Regions from separate parts of the Mus musculus genome. Here all the other regions are linked to region 1. A link is a contact called in public Hi-C data. All regions are on one chromosome and are shown on one strand. Each heading gives the region's core, a stretch centred on a gene start, on an enhancer-like site or on the middle of the called end of the contact. The rest is flanking DNA. Distances are from core to core; before and after follow the strand shown. Region 1 has its middle 330 kb from the start of Cnksr2. Region 2 has its middle 440 kb from the start of Rps6ka3. Region 3 holds the start of Cnksr2 (connector enhancer of kinase suppressor of Ras 2).

Region 1 (4,732 bases), core at 965-3,464:
ATTGTATTGTTAGACAGTGATCAATGGTTTTATTTTATAGAAATTACTATATATTGCACTCTATCAGCTTGTTTCCAAAAGACAATTTGTGTTAATGGTTGATACACATAGCATCTTGTAAAGGTGCTTTGATTTTTAAAGGTCAGATATAAATAGACCTTAGTAGGTTTTTAAAAAGCCTTTCGATAAATTGGGCTGCTTTAATAAGTCATATAGAAGCAGGTAGGTGAAGAAGATGTTCCTAGCCTACAATATGCAAGAGAACTGACTATATCCCAAACTGTACAATTTATGCTATGAGTCATAGCATTTTCCACTTTAAGACAGTCGAAGCCAGTGTTCTGAGCTTATTTGGCATTTGACAGATATAGGGACTGAAAAATCCAATATAGTCTCATGCAATGCAGTTGGAAGAACAAATGCCACATCACATACAGAGTTAGAGGCTCCTCACTAACATATATGCCAGCTCTGAGCAAATATTTTTTTCCAGGATTCTAGACAGATTTTTTTAAAAGTCTTTTTGCTGGTTTTTTCTGAATTTCACATCATGCACCCCAGTCCCACTCATCTCCTCCTCCCCTTGTACCTGCCCTCTACCTTTACAACATCCTCAAAACACAGGAAAAAAATCTCTTTGTGGAAGCTATAGTATGGCACAGTATGTCCCACACAATACCCTTTTGTCCACACTTCTTTGCTTGCAAATGTTCATTTGCTAATTGGTCTGGTATGAGAGGCCTCTGGCTTCTGCTACTCTATTGATATTGGATCCTCACTGGGACTCCTCTTGGATATCCTATTGTCATCCTGTGTCGTGGAGATTCTGTAGTTTTGGATCTGTAGGACTGACCCCAGCAGTTCATTGTTGGGATAGATGTTGGAACAGGCTAGTTCAAAACCCTGGATTTGGTCATGAGAAGTATCTGAACTAGTCAGCGCTCTGGTTCTCCAGCTTCCATGCCCTTGGGGCTGGCTCAGCAACAACCCCTGCTACCAGGGCCGGCTCTATCCTTCTGCCCAGGTGAGGTGCAGGGCCCGTTCTCCAAAGTGTTGCAGCCAGTAAGGGACATGACCAGATCTCCCACTCTCAAGACTTCAGGGCTCTTCTGCATGACATAAATGGCAAGGGATGAGAGAGGGGAGGAGGGTCATCTCTCTCTCTCTCTCTCTCTCTCTCTCTCTCTCTCTCTCTCTCTCTCTCTCTCTCTCTTCCATGTCACTACACAGAAGACAAGTGGCAAGGCAAACTCATCCACTCTCCTGCCCTTGGTGCCAACTTAGTCAAATTCTTTCACTCTTACGCCATTGGAGCCAGCTTGGTCAAGCCTCTGCCACCAGGTCAGCTCTACTGTGCTGCCCAGGGGTGGTGTGGGGTCAACATTCCTGAGTGCTACAGCTGGAAAGGAGCAGGGTCATCTCTCTTGCTCTCACAGCCCTGGAGCCAGGTCTCCCACCTGCCAGCGGTGAGAAGCAAGGGGTTGGGGTGGGATGGAAGGAATCACTCCCTTGTCCATGCCACCATATGAAAGATGAGTGGTAGGGCCAGTTCTCCCACACTAGTAGCCTCCATCTGATTCATCCAAAACTCCTGCAATACACAGGACAAGCTTTCCTAAGTACTGTAGTTGTCTATGGGAGGGGTCACCTCTCCTGTTCCCCTGCTCCCAGGCCAGGACTCCCATGATTCCCAAGTGAGGGTTGGGGCCAGTTCAGCAGAGCCCTCAGACATGAATATGTCCCCAGACAGCAGCCCAGACCAGGAAGTTTGCCTGGCCTTTGGTGGTAACAGTCCCCAGCTGCTGCAAGGCCAAGGACCCTATGAATGGCTCCAGGTGGCATCAAAGGCCAGGACTTCACCATGGTCCCAGGTGGCATCACCAGCTACTCACATCAGACTGTTCCTCACTACCTTTGAGTCTGCAGTTTTGCCTCTTCATTGAGTCCACATCCTTCTGTTTCTCTTTCTCTTCCATTTCTCCACCAATTACTTGCTCCTGTTAGTGGTGCCTTCAGTCTCTGAGTGTCTGGGGTCATCTCAGAAGTGGTCTCAGGAGTGCTAGTCCCTGCTCATGCATTATGGAATCAGGCAGGGGTCATTTCTGGCATGGTCTTCACACCCCCAGCCTGCATGGAATCTGACTAAACTCCCTGTCCACACCCCATGGTTCAGGTATAGTGGCCATCTGGTTTGCTCCTTGCCTGGCCTGCTGGCATGGCCCCATGTAAGCAAGGGTTGTCTATTTTGGGATTACTCCCACTTTGAGGGGGGTGCTGTCAGTCCCTAGAAGTGGTTCTTCTAGTCTCTTGCTTGCTCTTGGTCCTCGGAGTTGGCAGGGCCTGCTTGATGCCAAACTGATGGTCATCTCAAGCGAGCTCCTCATCTGAGGTCCCTGGCACAGGACTCATGATTGTATCAGGCATGCTTTTTTCAAGGAATGTTAGGCTAGTAATCATTCAAATGTTCATAGATCATTCAGCTGTTCAGAGTTCATAACACTAAGCATAGACATAGCCTTTCTCCTCTTTGTCACCTACTTATGTACATATGACATGGTAGCCATACCTGTAATGCCTCTAGGAGCAGGTCAGATTATTTATTTAATCTAAATATGTAAATAGTTTGTTTAGAAATGTTAGATAAGGGGCTGGAAAGATAGTTCAATTGATAAAGCACTACCAAAAGAAGCAGAAAGGATTTAGTTAAATCTGAAGAACACAGACACACACACAGACACACAGACACACACAGACACACACACACACACACACACACACACGCACACACACACACACACACATATGCCAGTTTCCTGTTGAAGTTGGAGACAGATGGATCCCTTAGCTTGCTGGCCACCCAGCCCAGCTTAACTAGCTCTGAGCCAGTGAGTCCTCATTTCAAAACCGAAGGGGGAGGCTCCTGAAGAACATCCCTAGAGATTGATGCCTAGAAATTATAATTTGTTGCATAAGCAAAACACCATAAGCTTTTTGTAATATCTTGGCACCATCTATTTCAAGGTAAGTATAAAGGCCTTTACATGTTCTTTAGTGTCAAATGTGCCATTCCTGGGTAATTTCATACCTTTGACTAAAAAAGTTTAATAAATATCATTGAATTATGCTCATAATTCAATGACTCTTCATCATTTGAATTAAAATAATACTGATCTTACTAACTGCAGATTCCCAAAGCCTTTTGTCTCATGGTGGTTATGACATGACTCATGATTCTACCCCTTTATTGTGCTGTCATTGAAAAATGGCTTCCAATGGCTCCCTTAAAGGTTGTCATCAAGCTTCACCAATGATGTGCCACATGCTAATGCTGCCAGAGAATATAGTTAAATATGAATAATAATTCATTTTTTGATATAACAAACTCCTATGTCAGAAATGTATAGGTATCGAGCAATTCATATTCCAAATGTGTCCTTTCTTGAATCCCTTATTCTGTAATTTTTACAAAGGGTACTCAAGCAGAATAAAAAGAGCAGAAAAAAATATCTGGTTATTGCCCCAGGATTGTCATCCTCAGAATACCTGTTACCAGGAAGTGTTTTAGAACATTTATAGGGTTGGGGATAAAATGGCTAAGTTACTAAAGTGCTTGCCATGCAAGCAGGAACACACACACACACACACACACACACACACACACACACAGAGAGAGAGAGAGAGAGAGAGAGAGAGAGAGAGAGAGAGAGAGAGAGAGACAGAGACAGAGAGAGAGAGAGAGAGAGAGAGAGAGAGAGAGAGAGAGGCAGAGAAGCACAGTTACTAGAGTTCTCTGGGCCTGGAAGCCTACAGCAAGAGCTCAAATATTCAGGCTTAATGACAGTATTGAACATAACCACAGATGAAAATTTTTTCAACAATTTCCACAAAAGTAGGAGCCACAAAGACATTTGTATTAGAAAAGAGTCATTAGCCTTCAGTACAGTATTTTAAAAATGGTTCCAACCTCTAATCTCTGTGGGTTTTCATGACAGATGATCTTCAATCATCTCTCTTGATATAGCAGTTGCATTTGAAACAATTTATCAATATTTCTACCTCAAACACTTCCTTTACTTTGATTGCAGATCACTAAACTCACCCAGTTTTCCCCTTCAGACCTGTCTGGTCTTTCTCTGACTCCCAAATTCGTTGCTTTTTTTCTAAATCTTCAAGTGCCCAGCACATGGGCTTCACTGTTTCCCCTCACTCCTCTCAAACTTGCCTCTAGTGTCACAGGTTTAAATATCACTTATAGGCTTTTGACTTTCCTATTCATATTTCTATTCAAGATGCCTTGTCTGAATGTTAAAAGCACATACCCTGCTGCCTATAAGGTATATCCAAATAGATGGCAACAAGTGTGTCTAAAATTGAGATTTTGGTATTAAATCTCATTTAACTTTCAACCTATTCACAGTATCCCCTAGTTTATGTGATGATCATCTCTCCAGGTACCAAGAGGGGACACCTTGACACCATACTTTACCTCTCTTTTCCTGGCATCCTGGAGCTGGCTCAAACTGAAACATAAAAGTTACTGGTGCACATCTTTCCCAACTGTGTGGTCAAGTGATGTTACAATGGTCAATTGGAGTTAGTTATGATAGGATTATGTACATCATGAAAGTCCATGACCTCTGTACATTATGAGTACCCTACCTCTCCTTATCTAATCTGATTGTTAAATGTTTCTGTCACACTACTGTGTATACATCTTACCTAATTCTTCAAC
Region 2 (4,732 bases), core at 836-3,335, 440 kb before region 1:
TTGTATTTGGAGCATAGATATTCAGAATTGAGAGTCCCTCTTGGAAGATTTTAACTTTGATGAGTATGAAGTGCCCCTCCATGTCTTTTTTGATACCTTTGGGTTGGAAGTCGATTTTATTTGATATTAGAATTGCTACTCCAGCTTGTTTCTTCAGACCATTTGCTTGGAAAATTGTGTTCCAGCTTTTCACTTTGAGGTAGTGTCTGTCTTTTTCCCTGAGATGTGTTTCCTGTAAGCAGTAAAATGTTGGGTCCTTTTTGTATAGCCAGTCTGTTAGTCTATGTCTTTTTATTGGGGAATTGAATCCATTGATATTAAGAGATATTAAGGAAAAGTAATTGTTGCTTCCTATTATTTTTGTTGTTAGTATTGGCATTCTATTCTCATGGCTGTCTTCTTTTAGGTTTGTTGAGGGATTACTTTCTTGCTTTTTTCTAGGGTGTAGTTTCCATCCTTGTATTTTTTTTTCTCTTATTATCCTTTGAAGGGCTGGATTCATGGAAAGATATTGTGTGAATTTGGTTTTGTCATGGAATACTTTGTTTTCTCCATCTATGGTAATTGAAAGTTTGGCCTGGTATAGTATCCTGGGCTGGCTTGTGTCTTCTCTTAGTGTCTGTATAGCATCTGTCCAGGATCTTCTGGCTTTTATAGTCTCTGGTGAAAAGTCTGATGGAATTCTAATAGGCCTGCCTTTATATGTTACTTGACCTTTTTCCTTTACTGCTTTTAATATTCTATCTTTATTTAGTACATTTGTTTTTCTGATTATTATGTGTCAGGAGGAATTTCTTTTCTGGTCCAGTCTATTTGGAGTTCTGTAGGCTTCTTGTATGTTCATGGGCATCTCTTTCTTTGGGTTTGGGAAATTTTCTTCTATAATTTTGTTGAAGATATTTGCTGGCCCTTTAAGTTGAAAATCTTCATTCTCATCTACTCCTATTATCCATAGGTTTGGTCTTCTCATTGTGTCCTGGATTTCCTGGATGTTTTGAGTTAGGATCTTTTTGCATTTCACATTTTTTTTTATTGTTGTGCCAATGTTCTCTATGGAATCTTCTGCACCTGAGATTCTCTCTTACATCTCTTGTATTCTGTTGCTGATGCTCAGATCTATGGTTCCAGATTTCTTTCCTAGGGTTTCTATCTCCAGAATTTCCTCATTTTTTTGTGTGTGTCTACTTCCCTTTTTAGGTCTTGGATGGTTTTATTCAATTCCATCAACTGTTTGGTTGTGTTTTCCTGCAATTCTTTAAGGGATTTTTGTGCTTCCTCTTTAATGTCTTCTACCTGTTTATCAGTGTTCTCCTGTATTTCTTTAAGTGTGTTATTAAAGCCCTTCTTGATGTCCTCTACCATCATCATGAGATATGCTTTTAAATCCATGTCTAGCTTTTCTGGTGTGTTGGGGTGCCCTGGACTGGGCGAGGTGGGAGTGCTGGGTTCTGATGATGGTGAGTGGTCTTGGTTTCTGTTAGTAAGATAGTAAGATTATTACGTTTACCTTTAGTCATCTTGTTATTTCTGGAGTTAGTTGTTATAGTTGTCTCTGGTTAGAGATTGTTCCTCTTGTGATTCTGTTAGCCTCTATCAGCAGACCTCGGAGACTAGATCTCTTCTCTGAGTTTCAGTGGTCAGAGCACTTTCTGCAGGCAAGCTCTCCTCTTACAGGGAAGGTGCACAGATATCTGGATTTCAGACCTCCCTCCTGGCCGAAGATGAAGCCCCAAAACAGGACCTGTCCCAGAAGCTGTGTTGCTTTGGCCTGTCCCAGAAGCTGTTAGCTTCTGTAGTCCACACTTTCACCTGCACAGAGTAGTCTTGGAGGGATCCGGGAACCAAGATGTCTCCCCTAGGTGCTCCTGCAAAGTCCTTCCAGGCCGGGTGGACACCTATCCCCTGGCTGGGAAGGTGCTGGGATGTCTTCAGCCAGAAAAGGGGGCTGCCTCAGATGCTCTGTGGCTCCTGCCTGTCCCTGAAGCTGTTAACTTCTGTAGTCCACACTCTCACCTGTGCAGACTACTTTCGGCAGAGTACCAGATCCAAGATGTCTCCCGCTGATGTTGAGGCAAAGCTCTCCTGGGCCGAGCGGACACCTATTGAAGTACACAATTTCAATTAGATAAAAGCTCAAGAACTGTACACAACTATAGTTAATAGTCGCTATATTATATATTTGAAAATAGCAGAGTTGATTTTTAAATATTCTCACCAAAAATCAATAAGAATATGAAGTGATAGGTTTATTAATCTGTTTGATTAAGCCACAATGTACACCTAGTCCAAAACATTGTAGTCTATGCAGTAAATATGTACAATTATTCTTTGTCAATTAAAACTAAATTTAAATAATGTCTTATTGCCATGTTCCTCTCCAATACCAGGTACTTGGAAGCATATTACCCCTCTCCCTTCCAGTAATACTGTGCCCTTATGTTCTCTCTGGCATTCGGATTTTGGCATCCCTTCTGTGGGTTGTTTTGCTTCCTTATGACCTCAGAAGTGCTCCCTCCTGTTTGCTTTAGCGCCTATCACTGCATTGTGAAGGAAAAGAAGTTGTTCTTGTCTAATTCCCACTGCGAATCTGGAAGCCAATTCTGCCAAAAGAGCCATGTGTTATTTTACAGAGACTGAAAGCATGAAGGGAAAGGATTTGTTCTGTGGCTGCCTGTGTCTAATATTCAAGTTCATTGTTTAAATTTCTTTCTTTTATCAACTACCACTGGACCTTAGAACAGGTTTTATTAGCCTATGAGCTGTTGGTTGGCTGACTGTTTTCAATATTTTAAAACACTTCACATTTTCAGGGTTAGTGTTTGCAACCCTGTTGAATTTTCCCTTCTCAACTTGCTTCCTACTAAGAATAGAATTTGACGAGAGTGACCTCCTTGAGAGAGGATCTGGAGCAGCCTTCTCAAACCTGGAAGGGCACTACTATTACTTGGGTTTTGTGTTCAAATCATATTCTGGTTCAGCAGGTCTGGGCTAAAGCACAAGACTCACTGTGCATTTCTACCAAGCTCCTAGATGCTGCTGCTGCTGCTGGTACAGGCTACACTTTGTGTGGCCAGGGTGTCAATGCCTTTGATGCTAGAAGTTTGGACTATGAGTCATGAACAACAAGTTAAGTTTGAGAACTACCATTTTCTATGAATGTGTATAGTGTATGCACTACATTTTGGAAAGAATTTGGTAAAACTTTAGCTTCTTGGGCAGATAGTAGTGAACCTACCAGCTCTCTTGTGCATCTTCTCTGAGATTTTATATGATTGGTCTAAAAAAGAGGAAGAAAGACCAAAATCTTGAACTAGAACAGTGGTTCTCAGTCTGTGGGCTGTGACCCTTTTGAGATTTACATTTCAGATATTCTGCATATCAGTTATTTACATAGCCATTCATAAACATAGCAAAATTACAGTTATGAGTAGCAATGAAATAATTTTATGTTTTGGGGGGTCACCACAACATGGGGGAACTGTAATAAAGGGTCACAGGCATTAGGGAGGTTGAGAACGACTACTCTAGAATGACCTTTTCCCCACAGCAATATTCAGGTTGACAGTGCCTCTAGAGTTAGTGCTGAACTAGTGGCTTCCTCTGGGGTCTTGTTCAGGTATTTAACACTGGGATCCTGAAAGATACAGATTAATCATACCTGTCAAAGCCTCCTAGAGGTAGCATCCTTTCAAGGTAAAATGGTATTCAACTGTAATTAACAATGGTGACAAATAAGGCTGTGTCTATTTTTCATCTCTTAGTTTTGATCACTCATCCCTTCCCTTGAGATGCCTCTTTTGATTTCAGCTATTGATGCTTTAGCACACATATTTTAAAAGTCTCTGCAAACAACCTAGTAAACCCTATATTTCTAGTAGCAAAATGGCCTTAGGCATCTACCTGCTAAATATCCTGGCGAAGTCAAGAGAAGTATATGGCTCAGAGCTGGCCATGGGGCCCACAACTGTAACATGTCATAAGCACTTGTTTCCATTCAATTTCACCATTGCCCTTTTTTATCTTTCTAGTCCCATTCTCATCTCTCAGTCACATGAGTCTTTTTTATTTTCCTATTTCTCAGAAGGCAGCATGGTGTCTGGAACAGAACTCATTAGAAGTATGACGGAGAATGGGGTTTATCTCCTTCGTCTTTGATGATACTACTTAAGATTGCCTTAGGTCAAAGAGTATATCTATGTCCCAAAGTTCAATATCCTTTTTTTTTTGATCCCTGCCCATCTCTATTACTGTTAAGATATGTTTTCATAATAGTTTGAGCATTTTTATTTTAGTATTCAAGTTCAAATTTGTTATCTCATGAGCTAGTGATCCTTGCTGAATCTTAAGATATATAGATAGGGTTAGATACTAGAAACAAACAAACAAACAAACAAACAAACTCTCTTGGTTGTGGGAAGGGAAGTACAGGTTCAGAAGCTTGAAACTGTAAACAAGTTTTGCTGACTTGGCTTTCACAATTCAGGGAGTTATTAACCTTCATTAATTTCTCTACCTCCCACAAGATGGCTTTATTGATTTTTCTTAACATTGCACACTTTATACAGGAGACTGAGGTTGACCTGCAAACATTTAGCTTGCTATTTTGCATGACTACAATTGAAGTCAACAGAAGATACCACAGGTCTACAAAACCTAGGACACCTCTAGATAAACAGACTGTTTACCCCCGATTCTTTTCCTCCTAGGCTCACCTTTCATTTGATATATAGAA
Region 3 (4,732 bases), core at 652-3,151, 330 kb after region 1:
CATGTGTAATTTATGTAACTATGTGTAATAGATCTAGGGAATAGGATGTAATGGCTAAAGTCTCAGCTGTAAGATGTAGCTAACAGTCGAGCTAGTTTGAGGCTAGAATAAAACAAAGTGATTAGCACTTTGCTTAATAAAATGTGTGTTATTACTAGTAATATTTTAATACCATTACTTGTTTTATAATCTAAATTTCTAAATTTGTAATCTAAATTTCTTTTTAAAAAAGATTTGTTTCATTTATTTTACCTGCATGTATGACTGTGTGAGAGTATCAGAACCCCTGGAACTGGAGTTACAGATAGTCGTGAGCTGCTATATGGAAGCTGGGAATTGAACTCAGGTCCTCTCAAAGAGCAGTCAGTGCTCTTAACCGCTGAGCCACCTCTCCAGTCCCCAGTAAATTTCTTTTTAAAATTTTATTTGTATATTTTGGAGTTTGGGTTATTAGTAAACAAGTCTGAACACAAGCTTCTTAAATGGTATTTGTTTGTAGCACTAGCATAAAAACATCAGTGTGTTATCTACTCCTGTTTTGCCTTCTCCTGTGTTGGGGGAGAACTTGCCAAGCCATGCCAACTGAAGAAAGTGGTGTTCTGTATCTTATAAACTTGAGTTAGACAAAATGGGTACCGAAGGAACTGACATGATTTATTGACATTATTGAAATGATTATAGAAATAAAAGAAGTTGCTTGTTTACTCAATGTGACTGTTTAAGAATTATACCGAGGGGGGAAAAAAAACAAACCAGCTATAATGGTGGTAGAGCTTGCTACTAGACGCTCTAGAATTGTCATTGAAAGTGAAGCCTCATTTAGGCAAAATGTGTATTTCTAAACGTTGCATAGAAGCATGCATAGGTTTTTTGAAGCAAACAATATGTGAAACATTATGTTTGCAATTTGTCACTAACTTTAAGTCCTGTTATTACTCTTCCGTTCTTATATAAGAACGACTGAACACAAAATGACATCATGTAAAATAGATGTCGGGGACCTTGTGTTGAAGGAGGTGGCCGACAACTGAAGCAGAGCCTGGGAAGAGGCACGTGTGGGTTCTGGAGGCTGGAGCCTCTTGCAGTTGACATCTCTGACTTCCCGGGTTCCTTTTATCACCCAGGGTAGATCCGACAGCACGAGCCATCTAGTCTCCTATGGGCGTCTCTGGCTAGATCCTGACTCCCATCTGCGGAAGCCCACATCCCGTGTTCTCCGCAGGGTCCGGAGGAGTCACCTCGGGAGCCAACTCAGCAGCCGCGAGGGCGACAGAGAGAACAGTCAGGACTCCCATTGTCACCCCAGCAGTTCTGCGGCGTCCCCTCCCCCCTGGTGGCGAGGAGAGCTTGGGACAGGGGTGCTATAGTACCCTCCTCCGCCACCCCGGGTTGTCCGTTCAACTGGTGGGGCGACCCGTCTCGCTGACTCTCCTGGAAGGCCACTGGGAGCCACTCTCCTGCCGCCGCCGCACCTGACTGCCTAACTGACCCCGGGGCTGGGCGAGCCTCCAGCTGCAGCGGCTGGCTCCGGGGCTCCAGGCGCTGCCGCACACGCCCTCCCGGCGCGGCTCCGGCCGAGTGCGACCCCCGGGGCGGGAAGGCGGGAGCGCGAGCAGCCCACACCTGGCCCGCGAGTCTGCTAGAAGTCGGGCGGCGGCCACGCGCGCTGGCCCACGCACGCGCACAGGGCTCGCGCGCACCGGCTGCCGGCCCTGGGGGCGGGACCGCGCGGCGGCGAGCGGGGCGGGGGGCTCGTGGAGCGCGCGCCCCGCACCCGAGGGCTGCGGAGAGATATTTTGGGTGGCAGGAGGCCCCTCGTCATTTCCGCCGGGCGGCTCGTCGTGCCGGGGGCTCCACTCCCGCGCGCCAGGCGAGCGAGCGGGCAAGTTGGCTGCGACCGTGCGCCGGCGCCTCTTCCTTTCCCCGCCGCGACCTCGGCGGCTCGAGCCATGCACTGAAGCCCCTCGGGACGCTCACCCCGGGCTGAGCCGCGGACGCCGCAGCTGCGGCTGCCGCCTGGGCTGGGACCTAGCCGACCCCGGCGTCTTACCCCGGCCAGCTGGCCGGCCGTCGCCGCTCCCACCGCAGCCACCTCCGACGCTCCAGCCTTGGGACCGAAACACAAAAGCCACCCTCTCCGCGCCGCCCACCGCGGGAGGCTGCGGCCGGCCACCGACCCCACCTGAGGGCGCAGCGGGCTGCGGACTTGGCTTTCTGTCCGAGCTCCGCGTCCCACGCGGCACCGACCCCGCCGCCCATGGCTCTGATAATGGAACCGGTGAGCAAATGGTCTCCGAGTCAAGTAGTGGACTGGATGAAAGGTAATGCCCTCTGTGGGGAGAGCGAGGCGACACTGGGGCGCAGGGTCCCGGTACGAGGGAGGGGTGCCCGCTAGGGCATAACACGTCCTGGGAGCTTCCAACCAACTGCTGAGGGTCCTCCCTGGGGATGGACAGGGGTCCTCTGGCTCTGGCAGGGGCCCGGGGACCCTAGACTTCTTTTGTCTTCAGCTGGAGGGGCGCGGGGAGCAAGAGGGCGGCGGGCGCCACCTGGTTGAAGCTGGAAGCAGGGCGGTGGAATCCCCGCGCAGCTTCCCCGCTTCCCGCTTCCCTCGACGCCTTCGGGTTGAGAGGACGCGGCGACCCTGTTTCCAGGCTAAGGGAGGAGCCCGTGGGACCTATTCTCGTGGCTGCCCCTTCACCAGCCCCTTTGTTCCTGGAAACCCGAGGCCCCTTCTAGGTCTCGCCCTGCCAAGTGCCTTCCCCAGCGCCAACTCTCCTGGCAACTTTTAAGCCCGCATAATGGGGTCAGGATGCAGTCGCTCCAGTTGGAAGGTGGGAACCCCCTCCTCCATGCTGGGCTGAGGATGATCGGGAAGGGAGCGAGCTACTTTAGGGTAACATGCTTCCCTTAGGGCAGCATCCAAGCTAATATATGTGGGATCCCTCCTGTGCACCCCAGCATGTCCTTTGCTTTCCTAGGTTGAGGTCTGCGGTGGCTTTAAACCTCTCGCGGCTTCTTGTTAAGGGTCCAACATTGGGTTTAAAGTGATGCGCATTCAAGTATTCTCCTTTCTTCCATATTGAAGGCTCCCCCACACACACACCCGACAATTTCTAATGACCAGTTTCAAACCTTAGCCCTCCTCCTAGACGCAAATGTGGGCTTTTTCTCTAGTCTCCTGGCTTTCCTGTCTCACTATCTCCCTCTGTTGTCTGAGTTGAGGGGCTTGTTGGGGACCTCTCCAGTCATCCCCAGACTGAACTCTGCAAAGGGGATGCTTACATTGAAATAAAAGATTCTTGGACATGCTTGGAAAATATGAGAGTTTTGCTTGAGGTCGTACCCGAGCAGGCAAACTTAAGATATTCTTCAAGCCTTATCTGTGAAAATGCCCCTTTCAAAGAGGAAGGAGCCCCTTTCCTAAGGCTTGCTTAGCAGTCAGACTTTCTAAGCTCTATATACTCAAAGATGGAAGGGATTGAAGGTAGTAGGGAGAAATAAATTCTCCCCGAATCTTTCCCCCACCATTTCGGACATTTGCCTATTCTTCTAGGGTTTCTCTTTATGTGTTTTGCTTCCTTTTCTCCCTGATTTGCCCTGTTACTTCTCACTTACTTTGATTTTCTCATCTCATATGTAAGAAAAATGCTTTGTAACTGCGAAGCACACTGTAAGTGCAAGTGAATTGAATTAAACCTAATTCATTATTTATCCACTGCCCCTTGTGTGCAGTGCATTGGTTGCCATGGGGGTTATAAAGATGACTAAGACAAAGTCTAACAGTGCCTCATCTTTTCTGCTGCTTGTTCTCTTTCCATATTTGCTATTAAAATTCCAGCTTCCTGGATTCACACACACGCGCACACACACACACACACACACACACACACACACACACACGCCTCAGGAAAATTCTGTCTTTTCAGTTTCTTAGTCATGGATGACAGAGTAGTCACAGGAAGTAAGAATGTTGAATTAAAACGCTTTCTTTGAATTTCTCTGAAAGGTGAGTTTAGTTTGGGTCTGTTGCTGCAACAACATTCAGACTTATGGTGTCTTGGCTTCATGGGATTGCCTTCTAGAAATTCCCATGATGCCTGTAATGAGCACTGCATACTCCATCTTCTTTACCTCGTACCCAGTTACATGCTTGCGGCTTCCTTTCTCTCCACTGTTTTAGGTTCCCTGAAGCAAGCACAGCATATGATGTCCTTTAAAAATCTCTCCAGTGCAAAATGTAGTTTCTTTGAACTTTGGAAAAGATTATTTCCTGTAATTTTAACTTTACATGATATTTAAGTTGAATAACTTGTTTTTTGTACCTGTTGGTGACACATTTTATAGTTACCTAAGAAGATCAGTTAGGTAACCAAGATAGAATTTACATGCCTTTGTAGAACAAAAGACTGAATAAGACTAGGAGAGTATCTGCTTTAATTATCAAGTTCAGGTCCCAGTTAGCTGCTTAGTCCTAAACTGCTTATTGTTAAATTTTCTGTGATAGTCATATACATTTCAGATCCTATCAGAAAATGAGATTTCTAAAAATAGTTGGAGGAGATGAGAATTTCCTCAACTTGCTCTTTATAGTGTTACCTTAGTTAATTTTCTCTACTATTTTTCCCAGTAAACTTTAAAAAATGACATTTAAAAGATAGTTTTTCACTTTCCTCAGTAACAGAAATGTTGGAAAGACGACTACCAATTTAGCCTATAGCTTTGAGTTGAT

Evidence for each region. Hi-C and Micro-C count contacts between places; a contact is called where the count stands out from the background.
Region 2: a contact with region 1 is called in a Hi-C map of cerebellar granule neurons, with 2.3 times the contacts expected there. The contact joins two enhancer-like sites. A contact is called at or near these places in 4 of 484 Hi-C or Micro-C datasets (cerebellar granule neurons and cerebellum).
Region 3: a contact with region 1 is called in a Hi-C map of cerebellar granule neurons, with 2.2 times the contacts expected there. The contact joins the promoter of Cnksr2 here to the enhancer-like site in region 1. A contact is called at or near these places in 5 of 39 promoter capture datasets (the C10 cell line, frontonasal cranial neural crest, hippocampal neurons and 1 more), 8 of 484 Hi-C or Micro-C datasets (brain, cerebellar granule neurons, cerebellum and 2 more) and 1 of 115 datasets of contacts at active chromatin or transcription factors (embryonic forebrain).

The regions. Positions count from the first base shown.
Region 1 is chrX:158,370,938-158,375,669 of GRCm38.p6, reverse strand. It overlaps the pseudogene Gm22522. Among named protein-coding and RNA genes, the nearest start is that of Cnksr2, 330 kb to the right of the region's middle. Within about 2 kb of position 2,214, at least 2 of the 459 cell types and tissues checked have an H3K27ac peak or open chromatin away from gene starts, as enhancers often do. A contact at or near this core is called in cerebellar granule neurons, where this site is marked.
Region 2 is chrX:158,811,819-158,816,550 of GRCm38.p6, reverse strand. No RefSeq gene overlaps it. Among named protein-coding and RNA genes, the nearest start is that of Rps6ka3, 440 kb to the left of the region's middle. Within about 2 kb of position 2,085, at least 1 of the 459 cell types and tissues checked has an H3K27ac peak or open chromatin away from gene starts, as enhancers often do. A contact at or near this core is called in cerebellar granule neurons, where this site is marked.
Region 3 is chrX:158,040,366-158,045,097 of GRCm38.p6, reverse strand. It overlaps Cnksr2 (connector enhancer of kinase suppressor of Ras 2), which reads left to right and starts at 1,901. Exons shown (of 22, transcript NM_177751.3): 1 at 1,901-2,321. The coding sequence starts at 2,258.